Linked DNA regions of Mus musculus: region 2 is linked to region 1. Evidence: chromatin contacts called from public Micro-C data. All regions are on one chromosome and are shown on one strand. The core of a region is the stretch at or near the end of the contact, and the rest is flanking DNA. Distances in the headings are between cores, read along the strand shown. Region 1 holds the start of Ormdl3 (ORM1-like 3 (S. cerevisiae)). Region 2 holds the start of Rapgefl1 (Rap guanine nucleotide exchange factor (GEF)-like 1).

What was found. Hi-C and Micro-C count contacts between places; a contact is called where the count stands out from the background.
Region 2: a contact with region 1 is called in a Micro-C map of embryonic stem cells, with 4 times the contacts expected there. The contact joins the promoter of Rapgefl1 here to the promoter of Ormdl3 in region 1. A contact is called at or near these places in 3 of 39 promoter capture datasets (the HPC-7 cell line and liver), 1 of 484 Hi-C or Micro-C datasets (embryonic stem cells) and 1 of 9 other capture datasets (liver).

Annotation. Positions count from the first base shown.
Region 1 is chr11:98,583,920-98,591,531 of GRCm38.p6, reverse strand. It overlaps Ormdl3 (ORM1-like 3 (S. cerevisiae)), which reads left to right and starts at 4,287. Exons shown (of 4, transcript NM_025661.4): 1 at 4,287-4,404; 2 at 7,392-7,590. The coding sequence starts at 7,417.
Region 2 is chr11:98,832,342-98,839,477 of GRCm38.p6, reverse strand. Rapgefl1 (Rap guanine nucleotide exchange factor (GEF)-like 1) reads right to left here and starts at 2,693. Exons shown (of 15, transcript NM_001080925.1): 1 at 1,805-2,693. The coding sequence starts at 2,324. It overlaps Casc3 (cancer susceptibility candidate 3), which reads right to left. Exons shown (of 14, transcript NM_138660.2): 14 at 5,671-7,136.

The DNA.
Region 1 (7,612 bases), core at 3,038-5,537:
ACTCCAGGCTCGGAGTGCCTCCCTCAACCCAAACAAAAGCACACACACAACCCCACACAGCTTTCCAGCCCTGCCTTTCTGCACGATGTAGAGAGTAAGGTGGAGAGGGGCAGAGGAAGGGGTGGTATTTGTAACCCAGTGCTCCTGTCGACAAGACAGAACATATGGGTCTCCATTTCCCAGTAGCCCTTTTTCCAGCATCTACTGTGGCTTCCTTTCAAAGAATGTGTTCCCTGTCTACCGTTCTGCATGCAGGTGGCCATCTTGGCTACCATCCACCAGGGTGTAGATGTGTTTGTCATAAGCAGGGCCTCCCAGCACCAGATGGGATCACTCCAAGGCTGGAGAACGTGTGCAGGCTGCTCCGCCAACCGAGCAGCCTGCACTGGACAGGCGGAGCTTGTGATATTTAAAAAAGACACATTTGATAAAATATTTAAAAGTTCTATCACATTACATAGAGGTTGAAACTGGAGAATGAAAAAGATCATCCCGAGTAGTCCATCACCCGAATATAAGGTCTCTCTTTTCTTTCGCTGACTTCCCGTTGCCTAGTAAAGACGTCAGTATTCCAACCTGGAATGGACCAATAGCAGACAACCCACACTGGGTACTTAACCATGTGCCAGGGCTGCTCCAAGTACTTTACACTTATCGACCCCATCGATCTTTGCAAATGAGGTTATTGTGATCATTACCATCTCCATTTAGAAATGAGGTCACTGAAGTACAGAGCGGGTCAGTGACTTAAGGTCACACAGCCAAGGGAGCAGAGACAGCTGGTGGCCAAGGGAGCAGCGAGCTAAGCCCGATGCCAGGGTTTATTAGCGCCACTCCAGTGTTGCTTTGTGTGTGCACGGATTCAGACTCAGGTTTGCAAAATCCTTTTTATTATGAGCAATTTTAAATGCCAACAAAGTAGAGAAAGTAATACGAGGGGTCTTGTGTCTCAATCTCCCAGGCTTAATAATTATCACTGCACACAGTTTAATAATTATCACTGCACACGGTTTAATAATTATCAGTTTATAGCTGTTTATTTTCCCATGTCCCCAGTCCAAATTATTTTGTAGTAAATCCAGGTATTGTATCATCCATTCACAAATAGTTTAGAATATAATATATCTATCTCTGCTTTCTTTCTTTCTTTGTATATTTAATTTAATTAATTTATTTATTTAGAAACAGGGTTTCTCTAGATAGGGTCTCTCTACTTAGCCCTGGCTGTCATGGAACTCACCATGTAGACCAGGCTGGACTTAAACTCACAGAGATCCACCTGCTTATGTTTCTACTCATGAGTGATAACTTATTTCTCCGCTGCCGCCGGTGAAATGAGGCATTTAAGCCAGATTAGATTATATTAAAGGCAGGTTTATTGGGAAGCTGCACTTGGACGGGTAAGTTTATTGGCCTCAAGGACCCAGGCCTGGGAAGTCACCTGGGGCGGGGCGGGGGGGGGGTGGCTAGTGGGGGGAGGCGGGGAGGTTGGGGACAGGGAGAGAAAAGAAAAGGGTGAGCTCATGCCCAGAGTGAAGAGAAGAGGAGAAGAGAAAAGAGGAAGAGGGGGAGAGGGGGGGAAGGGAGGGAGAGAGGCAGGGCAGGGGGAGAGATCTAGTGAGCAAAATGTCTGGATTATATAGGGAGGACTCTCTGGGGGAAGGGCAGCCAAGCTCTGGGCTAGAAAGCTCAGTGTATGCCAGGTAGGGATAGAGGGATGCTGGGAGAACCTGAAGGCCAGCTCTGCTTTGGTAAAATAGGCACCTCAGTCCCTTTCCCAGGATCCGAAACCTGAAACCTGAGTGTTGGGACCATAGGCATGGACCCTATGCCTGGCTCTTGAGTTTCAAATAGTCTTGCTATGTAGCCCAGGCTGTCCTAGGACTGACTCACTGTGCTACCCAGGTTGACTTCCAATTTTTGAGTGCCCGACCTCTGCTTCCTAGAACGCACCTGTGCCCCTTGACCTAGGTTTTGCTGACGACATCCCTGAGAAACTCGAAGTCTCTATCCTTATCTTTTCATATCATCCGGCAGCTGTTTTCCCATGATGCCACAGTTTCTACAGCCATAAGTGGTTTCGTATTTTTCTGCCCAGTGTGGATAGAGCATTCCCTTTTTTCTTGGGCACTTACATGGCTCTCAGGATTTCACTGCTAGAGACATTGCTGGGATACACAACCTCTCACACGGAGCCGTGTGCTGTAAATGGGTTTGCTTTCTTAGATGTGGATACAGTCATGCCTTCAGGGCATGGACAATTTAGTTCCTTGGCACACGGTGTCAATCTTTTGTCCCAGGGATTGCGTGTTCCCCGGTGCCTTGTGCTTTCACTCTTCCTGAACAGTGCTCAGGCGTCACAGCTAGAGGAAGACTTGGTTGTCTTGAGGCAATGAATTAGAGGAGATGGTGACAGGGACTCGAGTTAACTCGAGTGGAATGTGATCCATAACTTACCACAAGGCAGAAAGAACCAGAACTTTGTTCATTCCCATTGTGGAAGAAAAAAAAAAAAAACAACTTGATAACAGGAGCTATTAATAGGCCATGACATAGCCAGTGACCTTGCCAATGGAGTCTGCATTAGTCAGAGTGCCTTGTTGAGATGTAGACCCTGTCTGGTCCCTGAACTTCACAGAGATGGGAGAAAACTGGCAAAGATCCAGAGCTCAACCAACTTGATGGACAATGGAAGAATTCCAGGAAAAAAAAAAAAAAATCAAAGGAATCCGGCAAGTTCATTTTGGAAAAAAAACAAAACAAAACTCAAAAACAAAAACACCCCCCCCCCCATTGTTTTGGCTCTAAGGCTGAGCAGGAGGGAATAGGGGGTGGAGGTGCGGTGTGGGAGTGTGGAAGTGTGGGGGTGTCTCTGTGAGGCTTCTTCAGTCTCACAGAGGCTGAAGGACGGTTAGTTAGATGTTCGGATCTGAAGGGCCCCTGCCTCTGGAATACTTGAGAAGCTGCCCATTTTTACTTCTCAGGGTAAGTCAGATAGATATACACTCACTCCTGGCTTCCAGGGCTCCGCCTCCGGCCGGAGACAGCTATTCCTCCCCGCCCCCACCCCCTCTGGCAGCTCCCTGATGATGGGCGGGTCTAAGGAAAAAGCTCCCCAGGTTGTCCGGGCAGGCCTTCTCCTTCCAGTCCTCGCATGTTCAGTCCGTCGCGCATATACAGCCAGCCAGGCTGGCATCTGTTACGTCATCTATTCCTGTCATTCCAGCCTTGCCAGGGTTTATGGGCACGAGACTGAGAAGGTGGGCGGGGGAAGTAGAAACAACTAAAAGGAGGCCCTCTATTGTTGACGTGGAAAGTGGGAGTGACCTAGGAGAGCCAAAGAACACTCTAGTTGCGTTCCTACAAGATAAGAAGTGCTTTGTATGACATTCTTTTGAAATATCAAAGCAACCTTGGGAGTAAGTTTTGACAGCTGTAAAACTGAGATTAAGACAAGTCATTTGTCCAGGCTTACTCTGCCAATAAAGATGTACATACACTATATGTACCTAGCAATAAAGTCTGTGCCCTTCTTTTCAGAGCTTCCAGACATGAAAGTTGCAGAAATGAGGCTCCCTACCTAAAGCTACACGTATTAACCTCAGACAGAAGCTCAAAGCTCCTCACGTTAGTAAGGTCTCGTCCTATGACATAAATCCTATTTTATACCTGATGTAGGGAGGAGATCCAGGAGTGGCCAGACCTACACCAGCAAGGATTAAGCATAAAGACTAGGTGGGCCAAAGATGCCCACAGGCTCCTGTCTCTACCCTGAACACATGTACCCAACTAAAGTCCTGAAAAATGTAATCCCGGGAGTGAATGGGGCTCCTTCGGGGCAAAGGGTAGTGTTTCTCGGCTTCTGGAGATAATCCGGGGCCCAGGCAGCGACGGTTAGGAAAAAACCAAACCAAAACAACCTCTGCATTTAGGGTCAGGCTATCTTAGCAGGGCCTTAATGCAGGTTACTTAAAACTCTTAAGTCTTCGACTACAAGATGGGACATGGACAAACCGCTTGTGCAACACGTGAAGGGCGCAGATGCAAAAGCTACAATTGTTAACGCACCAAAGAGACAGCATCTGATCTCACTATTGCGTCAGGGTGGGACGTTCTGCGGGGTGCCAAAGCTCGCGGTGGGATCAAAAGCTAGACCAGGGAAAAGCCTACAACTCCCAGGAGGCGCCGGGCGGGCCGGTGAGGAGGCAGCCTAGAAACTACACTTCCCAAGAGGCACAACGTGATAGGCGCGTGGTAGTGACGTCACCGCCCCGGCTCGGGGAGCTGATTCGGCCAGAGCTGCCAGCGGGGTAGCCACCGCCGCTGGTTTGTTACAGCTGCTGGAGCGGCCGCGGCCCGGGTTCTCGGGCTCTCTCCCGGGCCCTCGACCTCCAACCCCGCGCGGTGAGTCCAGACGGGTGGCATCGGAGTGGTGAAGCCCGAAGGCTCCACGGGTTGGAGAGCCGGGAGAGAAGGCTGCTGCTGGGGAGGCGTCCGCGCAGGAGGAGACCTGAGCTGGGTGGCTGGGGGTGGAGAGTGCGTGCATCAGGCGAAGGAGTGCCAAAAGAGGAAAGTGGGAGCAGGGGGCCGGGGGTGATAATCCGGGAGGAGCGCTGCAGCTGGGGGTGGGAGGCGGGGAACGGCTGGACTTAAGGGATAAAGGTTTGGCTGCCTCCAGGGTTGAGTGAATGCGTGGAGATGGGGGTTGGGCCCCGAACCCGGCCAGACTGCTAGTGCGAGGTACCAGGCTGCAGAGCAGAAGCGGGAGGCCCCGTGGAAGGAGTTCTCATACACATACTCCCAAGATATCGAGGACACCGTTCCCTCGCTCCTGACTCGTGGAGGCTTGCTTTTTTTTCCACACCCACTTTCCTGAGTCCAGGAGTCGGGCTGGCGAGGACAACCGTGGTTCTGCAGATTGAGGGTGGGCCGAGTGGAAGCGACATTGTGTGTTGCATGAACTCCCTCTTGGGATCCCTTGGGAACAGGTTTGCTGTATAAAGGGCAAGTCTTAAACTGGGGAGGGATTTGGGAAGTGCTTACCGGATGGTTAACGCCGCGGGGAGGGGGGGAAGGCGGGAGGGAGGAGATGGGGGTGGTAATCTGGTCTTGGCATGAGTGTCTGACAGACTGGCTTGGGCCTGCATGGAAAAGAGGCAAAGAGCTATACCATAGCCAAAAGTTTAAAAAAAAAAAAAGTGGTTAACAGGACGGAGTTGCTTCAGGCTCTGATTTGAGGCAGATTATGAAATCACACCAGCTACCTGCCAGTTGTGGTAGCAGTTTTCAGTCTGGTCACCCCAGACCTTTCTGCCCCTGCCAGTCTCCTATTTCTTCACTTCTGGGAGAAAGGTCAGTTGTGTCCTAATGGAAATACACAAAGCCACAGGAAAGTCTCAGGAGTACTTTTGGGAGGATGGTGAAAGAGGGTGCAGCAGTCTCCTGAAGTTCCTAACCTGCTTTAAAAGACAACTAGCACTTAGGCTTTAGGAAGACAGTTCCCGTGGGGTCACCTAGGCTCTCTTAGATGCCCTGTTAGAGCCAGAAAGGAGTGGAGGGTCTTGCAGTCCTGGGATCCAGCCAGAGGTTTGGCACTACTGAACCGCAGTGTGAGGGAGTTGTGTCTATAGCTGTGCCACTGTAGGGCTGTGTAATGGAGAAGGACAGCAGTTTCTGCCGAGACTTGGGAAACTTTTCCTCACCTTAATGATCTTTCAGAGACTTTAGCTCTCAGTCCCTGCCCTCCCATGGAGGCTGTTACATAGTAGATGTCCCAGGGGTGGGCTCTGTTAAGGGCCCTAAGGCCTGAGGAAGGTAAACAACTGGTGTTCTAGTTCCTTGGGTTTCTGTTGGGACCAGTTATCTGTCTTAATGAGCCAGGAGTTTGGTCCCTGGCGTATGTCCACCTGCATGCACCCTAGGCCAACTCAGGGGTATGTTTGTTGGGAAACTGTTGTGGGTCCTATCTCCCGAGGTATTTGAGAAGAGGAAACTTGCTTCCATTATCCTTAAGTAATGAACTTATCTGAGTGAATGCTAGCTCCTGTGGAGGAGGCTTGGCCAGAATCCTAGCTGGGTGAGATAGCATCTGAGTCTGGGGGTGAGGTGACTACAGCAGGGTGAGGGAGCTGGGCTGGCACTTCCAGACTCTCTCCATTGTTCCTTCTTTCTGTGCACCTTGCTGTTAGCCTCAGTAATGTGTCTTTCCCAGGCTCGACACTAAAGTGGGAGAGGGTAAGCCAGTACATGGATGCCTCCCATTTCCACTTTCTGCTGGTCAGCAAGTGGGCCCTCAGGAATCTGGGGACAGCCATGCTCCCCTCTGGCCACTGTGGGCTACTACTGTTGTATTCTGGGCATGAAGGGTAGCCTTTTTCAGTTCCTTGTGTAGAGCTTCTACCACTGGGGCTGGGCAAGAAAGGGGTGTTGTCACCTCACACCCACAGACAGATGCTGGGAAGGGAGCGAGGTCAGGTGAGGCCGAGAAGAGAGGCGGTAGGAGGGAGGCCACAGGTAGTTTTGTGTCCTTGGGAGGGGAAGGTTGGTACAGGTACCACATCCTACCCGTGCACATCCTACCCGTGTTGATGTCAGCTGTGTGCTCTGGTCATGTCCTCCTCTCTCCCTGGTGGGCTGAAGGGCTTGGGTGGTTTGGCATCTAGTGGTGGCACCCCAAGAGAGTCAGCCTCAGCAGCTGCCAAGTGGACAAAATGTCCTAATGGATGGGTCATTTGATGTGGCAGTGTTTGTAGGACTGAGGGAAGGCTGTCCCTGGCCTGCTGTTGCCTCTGCCCTCTTCTCCCTTCCTTGTCAGTCATCCTGGGCCTGGGCTTGAGAAAATCCAGGGTTGGAGAAATAGGGGTGGTAGGAACAGTAGCCCCAAAGTTCTTCATCCGTTGTTGCTTGCTGCACCCACAGATCTTCTCTGCTTCTTAACGTTTTGGGGGGAGAGCTTAGGGTGGTGGGTGTCTTCTGTCAGGTCTTCAGTGAGAGCCAGCAGAGGTTATTTTGAGTGAGAGTTCCAGGGCAGGCTTTTTTCCCTCCTGCAGGAGGAAGAGGCCCTCAGGAGATCTGTAGGGGATATGATTGGGGTAAAGGCACTGATTGTTATAGCCTGGGCAATTGATTGCTGGTCACCTCTTGGTGACTTGTCCTCCCTGGCTATGTCAGCAGATGGTGTGTATGACAGCCTGGTGTTAGTCCAGCCCAGTGACAGGAAATGACTAGTGTCACGTTCACATGGACTTTCTCCAGCTTCTGGGCTTGAGACTCCCAACAGTGGACAGTGGTGTGGAGTTCTCAGGGAGTGAAAAGCCTGCCTCTCTGGGGCTTGGGGTGTGAGGGGCAGGGAAAGTGGTGTGACTTGTCTCACCTGTGTTGCTCTTTTGCAGAGCGGCAGTCAAGAGGGGTGGCAGGATGAATGTGGGCACAGCACACAGTGAGGTGAACCCCAACACACGGGTGATGAACAGTCGCGGCATCTGGCTCTCCTACGTGCTGGCCATCGGACTCCTGCATGTCGTGCTGCTGAGCATTCCCTTTGTGAGCGTCCCTGTCGTCTGGACCCTCACCAACCTTATCCACAACCTGGTAAGATCCTGCTTACCACCAG
Region 2 (7,136 bases), core at 1,444-3,943, 250 kb before region 1:
GCTTCTGACAACCCATGGTTGTCATGCCCTGCTGCCAATGCCAGCCACGAAGGTGGAGGTGGAGGAGCAACACAAGATTGTCTACTTGAATTCATTTTGTTTCACAGAGGAGAAACTGAGGCCCGGAGCCAGATGAACTTAGAATGCTGTGTTCTCAACTCAATACAGGGGCAAGCAGAGTATGGGGGTGGGGGGGGGGGCCTAGTACCTACTGGCCACAAGGGGCTGCCTAGACCTTTGAAGGAGCTCTGGCTAGGTGAGGAGAGCCCTCACTAAGCATTTGTCGCCTCCCATGCAGCCTGGGCAGAAATCAAGAGGCTTGATAACGTGGCTTATATTAAAAATATTGGAGTGGCAGTTTAAATGGGGAGGATTCCCAAACTAGTTACTCTGGAGATTTAGCCTGTCGGGCCAGATAATATGGGTGACAAATGGGGAGTCTTAACCCAGGGGAAACTGGACAATCCGCTGTCCAAACTGGACAGCCTCTCTTTCCCTTTCTACCCAGCTACCCAGCTATGTTCTGAGAGTCAGTCAGAAGGGTCCCCAGCCCTCACGCCCAGCTCCAGGTTTGGGGCCTCGGCATAAAGAGGCCTGACATCCTTCCTCGCATCTTTCTCTCACTAGAGTGTGAATGTTAAAATGGGAGTAAAGGACAAGGAACGCGGGCAGAGTGGAGAGATGCTGATACGGGGGCTCCAGTTTGGCATCTGTTTCTTCCAAAGTAGGCTCCGGTCCAACGCACAGCCTCCCTGGGGAATGTGTCATAGAGACACAGGGTGTGTGGTGTAGGCGGGAAGTTATGGTTAAGAGAGCTGTGTGTGTCTGATATTTTTCTAATTAAATCCAAAAGGTGTCAGCTCCCCAGGGCAACTGCAGCCTGAGCCAAAAGAGGGGACCCCGACCTTCAGGACAAAAATGGAGTAGAGGGTGACACTCCACTCCTAGAGCCAGAATGCCTTGCAGAGAAGGAAGGGTAACTCCTAACACCCTCCTCTTTAGGGTCTCAAGCTTGGTCTCTCAACCCTAAGCCCCTTCTGGGTTTAGTGGAGTGCCTAGTTAGATCTAAAGACCCTGATATCTCTACATCTATTCCAACTAGCGATGTGGGGGCCTACGTTCCTCAGAAGCCCTTTAATAGGGTGCTGGCATTCTCATAGTGGGTGAAATGGCATCATCTCAGGCTTCTCAGGGTGTGGTTATTATTTTTTTAAAAAAGGCCCTCTGCTGAGGCATGGCATGGGAAGGGTGGGTGCTACGGAGGCCCAAAGCCTTCTGGATGCTGCAGTCTCCTGGTATCTTCCCTTAGAGACCTTCGAATTCATCCCCAATAAAAGCAGCCGAGTTCTGTGACTATCCACATGGCCCCACCAAGTGAGGCGCTCCTACACAGCCAGGGACTCCTGTCAGCGGTTTTCAGGCCTCAGCTATGGTCTGGAGGGCAGCGTACAACCTCAGCGGGAAAGCGTCCACCTTAGGGTGTCAGGCCCTAATTTAGGGGCGTGGGAGGAGGTAGGCAGTATCAAGGGCTCGTGGGAGACTGGCTTAAATAGCCGAGAGAGAGGGAGGGTAGTTGAAGGAGAGAGATGGTTTCCCTTCTTCCCCTAGAATGAAGCTAATGTGGGGAGGAAGGTGGGTGCGCATTACCATGCCCCTTCCCCTACATTACTTCGGGCTTCCCCTCATCCTCTACACCAACACTGAGGACAAGAAAAAACAATCAGGGAGCATCCCCCGGGCCAATCCCTCACCTCCCACCCCCAACCCCGTGCTCTCTTGCTCTGGGATGGATGAGCAGGCTTACCTGAGGCGCTGCTGTCCCTGGTGGTCCCTCCAGCCAGGCGCTCCAGAACCCGGTTCAGAAGATGCTCTGGCCGCTCGGGGGCGCCCAGGGGGGCCCAGGGTGGTGAAGCCAGGGGTTCGCCGGGGGATAGCTCATCTGAGGAGTACGAGGAAGGAGAGCGCAGGGGCACCCCAGATCCTATCGGCCCAGGCCCGGGAACCTCCTCTAGCTGCAGCCAACAGGGCCCCCCACTGCCCGGCTCCTCAGAGACCCCTAATGGCTCTCCCCCTTCCTCCTCAACGGGCGGCTCCAGCCCGGGCTCGGTTGGGGGCTCTCGGAGGAAAGCTGGGAGCAGCAGGCGAGACACGCTCTGACGCCGCTGCAGTGGCCGCAGTCCCCCGGCCGGACCGCCGCCCCCACCAGGGCCCCCACCCCCTCCAGGCCCTCCGCAGCAACCCGGACCCCCGCCGGGACCTCCAGTCACCGCTCGCCCCGCCAGCTGAGACGTCTGCTTCTTCAAAAATTTCTCCAGTGGCTTCATGCCCCCCCCCCCGCCCCTCTCTTAGGGGCCGCCGGGGGACCCAGGTGTCCCAGGCGCGGGCGGGGGGAGGCGGGGACACGATGCTCAGAGCCGGGGGAGCAGAGCCGAGGGCCGTGCCAGGCGTCGGACTGCGAGCGAGAGGTGGCCGAGCCTCGCTGGCCAGAGTCCAGTGGCCAGTGGCCGGGGGAGGTGCCAGAGGGAAGAGGAGCTCGCTCTCAGCGGCCCCCCATGCCGGCTGCGGCCGAAGGGTTGGCAGGCTGAGGGGCTGGTGTCCCCGTCTCAGCGCTCCGGGGCCGGGCTGAGGCGACAGAGGCAGCGGGCGGAGCGCAAGGCTGAGGACGCGGCGGCGGCTGCGCTCCTGGCCCCGGGGAAGGTGGCAGAATTGAGACCGCGCCCCCTCCTCCAGTCCCCGCCCCTACCCTGCTTAGGCCCGCCCCCGCCCGGCCGCGCGAGGCTTGAACTTGGGCTCTGGCGCTGACCGCGAGGAAAATTAGGACTTGGGTTTCTGACAGTCGCAGAAGGGCAAAGGCGAGGGAGAGATCTACCAAAGCAGAGGACTCCTGGCTCTTGATTACCGGGTCTCTTTTGAGCATTTCAAATAACCAGGGCATATGTTTGACCTTGGCACGCCTACCTGTGCACAGGTGAGGCTTATAAAGACTGCTGAACTCTTTGCATCTTTCCCACAATTTTATTTGGTCATTATCTTCCACCTGTTGAGAAGGGCTGGGACGGCGTCTTGGGTAAACTGGTATTGGCACTGGGGGCGGTACCCATATTCCTTTCTGATAGGGTTTAGGGGGTGGTGCAGGGCCGCCCTGTAAGGCAAGTACTGGCAAGTAGGAAAGAGCCAGGCAGAGGCCAGCAGGTTGTGGCAGGTCTAATTGGGGTGAAAAGAGATAGTAGACTGAAAGAGACGACCAAAAGCACAAGGGCATCTTAGCCCAGGTGGTAGCGAAGGGAAGCAAGACTGAAGAGATGTGTAAGTCCCCAAACTGCCAACTATCATCCATCACCTAGCACATTAGTGTATATAGCCATAGAATGGGAGAAATATTGCCCTTACTCCTGGTGGCTACGCCAGAGCATTCTGTCTCCCAGGGTACACTCCACTAGGATGGGGCTGTAGAGACAGTGTGAACACATCCAGGCTTGGTATACATGGTGAAGGAGTGGCACCGGGTTCCTGGTGGGCTGGTGTTCCTTGGGCAAAGTCCCACCCCTGTTTACTGTGCCTCAGCAAGGCATGGATGGACAGGAATGCTAAGAGCTGGGAGTGGTGAAACTGACAGGGTGTGTACTACACTTGTGTTGCTGTCGGTGCAAACTCAGTTCCATGTGTGCTAGAGCATGTGTTCACAGAAATAAAGCTCTGCACACCCATCTGGGGATTTGGAGAGGGAACAAAAAAAAAAAAAAAAAGAAAAAGAAAAAGAAAAAGAAAAAAAAAAGCTCCGATTTTGCTATGAAGCTGGATCTGAGCATTGGTTTCCTGGACAGCCTTAATTGGACACTCGGCCTCTCTTAAGGTTGGAAGTAGGAACTGGCCAGAGTGGCTTAGAGCTCCCCAGGTAACCTTTTAGGAACCAAGAAGAGGGGAGGGCTTCTCTTCTGCACATGCCACAGTTACCAGATTAAGCCGGTTGCCTTGGTAACCTCTTCTCTGGGCAGGATTTGGGATTGTCGGTTAGGAAGGGTGAAAAATTGGGGAGTGTGAAGGGTGTGGGAGCTGGAAATAAAAAGGGACCGAGAGACTTCTAGAAACTAAATGCTTGGGGAATCGGACTCTAGACCCTTCCAGTTACAGAAAGTGGCAGTCACTACATTCAAGACCTTGAATCAGAAGCAAAGGAAGCATTAATTTGTGGTCCTCCTGGAGCAGCAGTGGCTTCCGTTCTGGCTACACACTGAAACCGCATGGGAGCTTTTTGGAATTGCTGATGTCCAGGTCACACCCTAGATCCATTATGGGATCCTGTGGCAGGCCCAAGGTCTCTGTTAGTTTAGAAAGCTCCCCAGGTGATTCAAACAGCCAGTGTTGGAAATCACTGCTCTAGGTCAACTGCAGCTGTAAGAAGATCTGGCAATTGCAAATCCTTGATGTTTTGAGTCACCTACAGGTAGGTCCATGGACTGACCCACAGCGGGAAAACTGATAGGGCATCTACATTACCATGAGAAAACCGAAGAGAATGGTAGGGTGGTATTCAATTACTTAACAGTGGAAATGGAGGCCAACAAGCTTAACTGAGTCAGTCCAACCCATGGGCTTCTACAAAGGTATTGGACAGGGCTACCTAAGGCAGTAATCTATCTGTCCCTTAAACTCCCATTATCTCTGCCCACTGAGAAGCAGGCTGGGGGGGGGGGGGCAGAGAGAACCCGAGGGCTTTGCTGAGCTTGAGTTTCTTCTTGCTGAGCTAGTTACCAGGGCAACAGGGAGAGCAATGGGATCTAACAGCAGGACTGGGGAAGAGGCAAGGGTGAGAAGGCACCCCAACATTCCTTTCTCCTGCCAGTAACCTACCCAGAGGGTTGGCTGACATTTTTTGCATGACCAACCAGGGAGACCATGTCTATAGTTATACATCACCTTGGGGGACAGAGGGAAGATGTCCCAACTTGTGGGCATTCCCACACCACCAAGGTAAAGCTTTGTGAAACAAAGAACAAATGTTTCCAGCCCCACAATACCCACTGGTCGTCCACACCGAGTGGCCTTTGTATAACTGTAAACTTCCACTCAAGGAAAGTTAATTCAAAACTGGAAATTACTCTGTGCGTGCTCCAGTCTCAAATATAAGGCAGCATGAACCAGTTGAAGGTCTTAGTTTTCCTTGTCCTTCCAGCTCAGGGTAGGTAGTCTGGTAGCTGTCCTTCAGGTTGTAGGCCTTAGTATTTTAGTGCCATCTTTACTTTCCAATAAAAGATAGATATCTACAGCTGGGCATCGTGGTACACAGTGAGACAGGGTCTCAAAAAAAAAAAAACAAAACAAAAACAAAAACAAAAAAACCCCAACAACATATAGAACAAACAAACAAGTCAAAAATTGTTATATGGCCGTGCACAGCTGGAATCCTAGCACCTGGGAAGCTAAGCCTCAGGTAAAGGGGAGTTAAGAGGTCAGCCTGAGCTACATGAGTGAGCCCTGGTGTGAAAAACAAACAAACAAACAAACAAACGGAGGACAAGAAACTGTTGGTTTCAAGCTTTGGGCCTCAAGGGGGCTCCTTACCTCTCTGCTCTTCCATTTTACCAGTCGGGCTCAAATTATGACTAATTCTGTAGTGAAATTAGTCTTCCTTCCCTCCCAAATCAAGACACACAATAACTGGCCACAGAGTCAAGTCTACAGTCTAAATTTTATTATCTCCAAGTCACAATGCTGATCACAAATGTGCACCCTTTAAGACAGTAACAAAAACAACACACATGGTGAAATCTTTGCAACTAAACACAGTGGACCGACAGACAACTGTCACAGTGTCTTAGTCTGGGAATCTGGGCATGCTGCCCACAGGCTTGAGGAGACATCTTCAGGTTTAAGGCAAAGGGAAGCCTATGAAAAGCACACCCACCAGCTACCCCTGGAAGAGCCTCTTAGTTACCTCCTCCTTGAGGGTTACCCCCACCCCGACTCAAGAGTGGTTAGGCCAGCTGTAGGAGGGAAGAATAAGAACAAGGACATTACTAGAGAGAGACAGCCATCACCTTCTCCCTCGGGTGCTGTGGGAACTCTGGCAGGCACAGTGCTGCAGTAACAGACTTCCACAGGGGCATGGGGATGTAGTGTGGTGCCGTGAAAGGAAGGGTGGGAAGGCAGCCTTTGCCCAGAAGGTAACTTGCTTCCTTAGGATTTAAGTCTAGGTATAGTTACCTTCAGTTTGCAAGTACAGGAGCAGAATTTGGGGAAAGTACAGTAATAACATCTAAAAACACTTGTAGCAGGGAAGGCATGGAGAAGTACTGCAAAAGACAAGGCAGACAGATGGCTGGATAGTATCTGTCTCTAGAGATGCATTGGTCCACAACTGGGAAGGGGATGTAGCCGGAAGGCTACAAAGAAAAGAAGCAGGGCCCACTACTTCCACTTACCTCCAAGACAGCCCTGAGGACTCAGCGCAGAGGGTCTCACTCCACCCTCCCGTCTCACAATAGCATCCAGTTTGTTCTCTCTCCCCACAGCAGAGATTCTGCCTCAGTGGAGGACTGAAGCCCATTAGAAGAGAGGTACTGTTGAAGGCTCAGATTTATAAAACCTGTACCCCAAGCAAGGGCTCCTACTCCCCCACTCTGAGCTCTCCTCTACAGTGGGATACTGCGTGCAGACAGCTTCCACAGGGTTAGAGGCATTAAAAAGACTAATAAAGACCAATCACAAGGAAAAGGCCAGCTATTTTTACACTTGGTCAAAACATTCTCAATTATGTGGGGTTAGCAGGGGAGTCAAAGGGAACCCAGAAAGGCTGGTAAACGAAACTGAACTTGTTTCATGTAAAGTCAGGGCAGGGCAGGGAAAAGGAGAAAAAACTAAAAACATTAACTTAAGAAGGGTAAATCAAGCTTTAAAAAAAAAATCAACATTCAAACAAACAAGCAGGAAGGAACTCCCTTGGGAGCAGAAGACACTTGAGTCTCTGGGGAGACAGTAAGAAACAGGCTTCTGACGCCTGGGTTGTCCAGTCTCTGCTCCTCGAGTCCAGGCAGCTCAAGTGAGGAGTGAGGTGGAAGGCAGCCACCTGTTTCTTCTCTCTCCAGCAGACCCGTCCTCAGAGAAGGAGGGCCTCATCCTCCGCCTGCTGGCAGGGC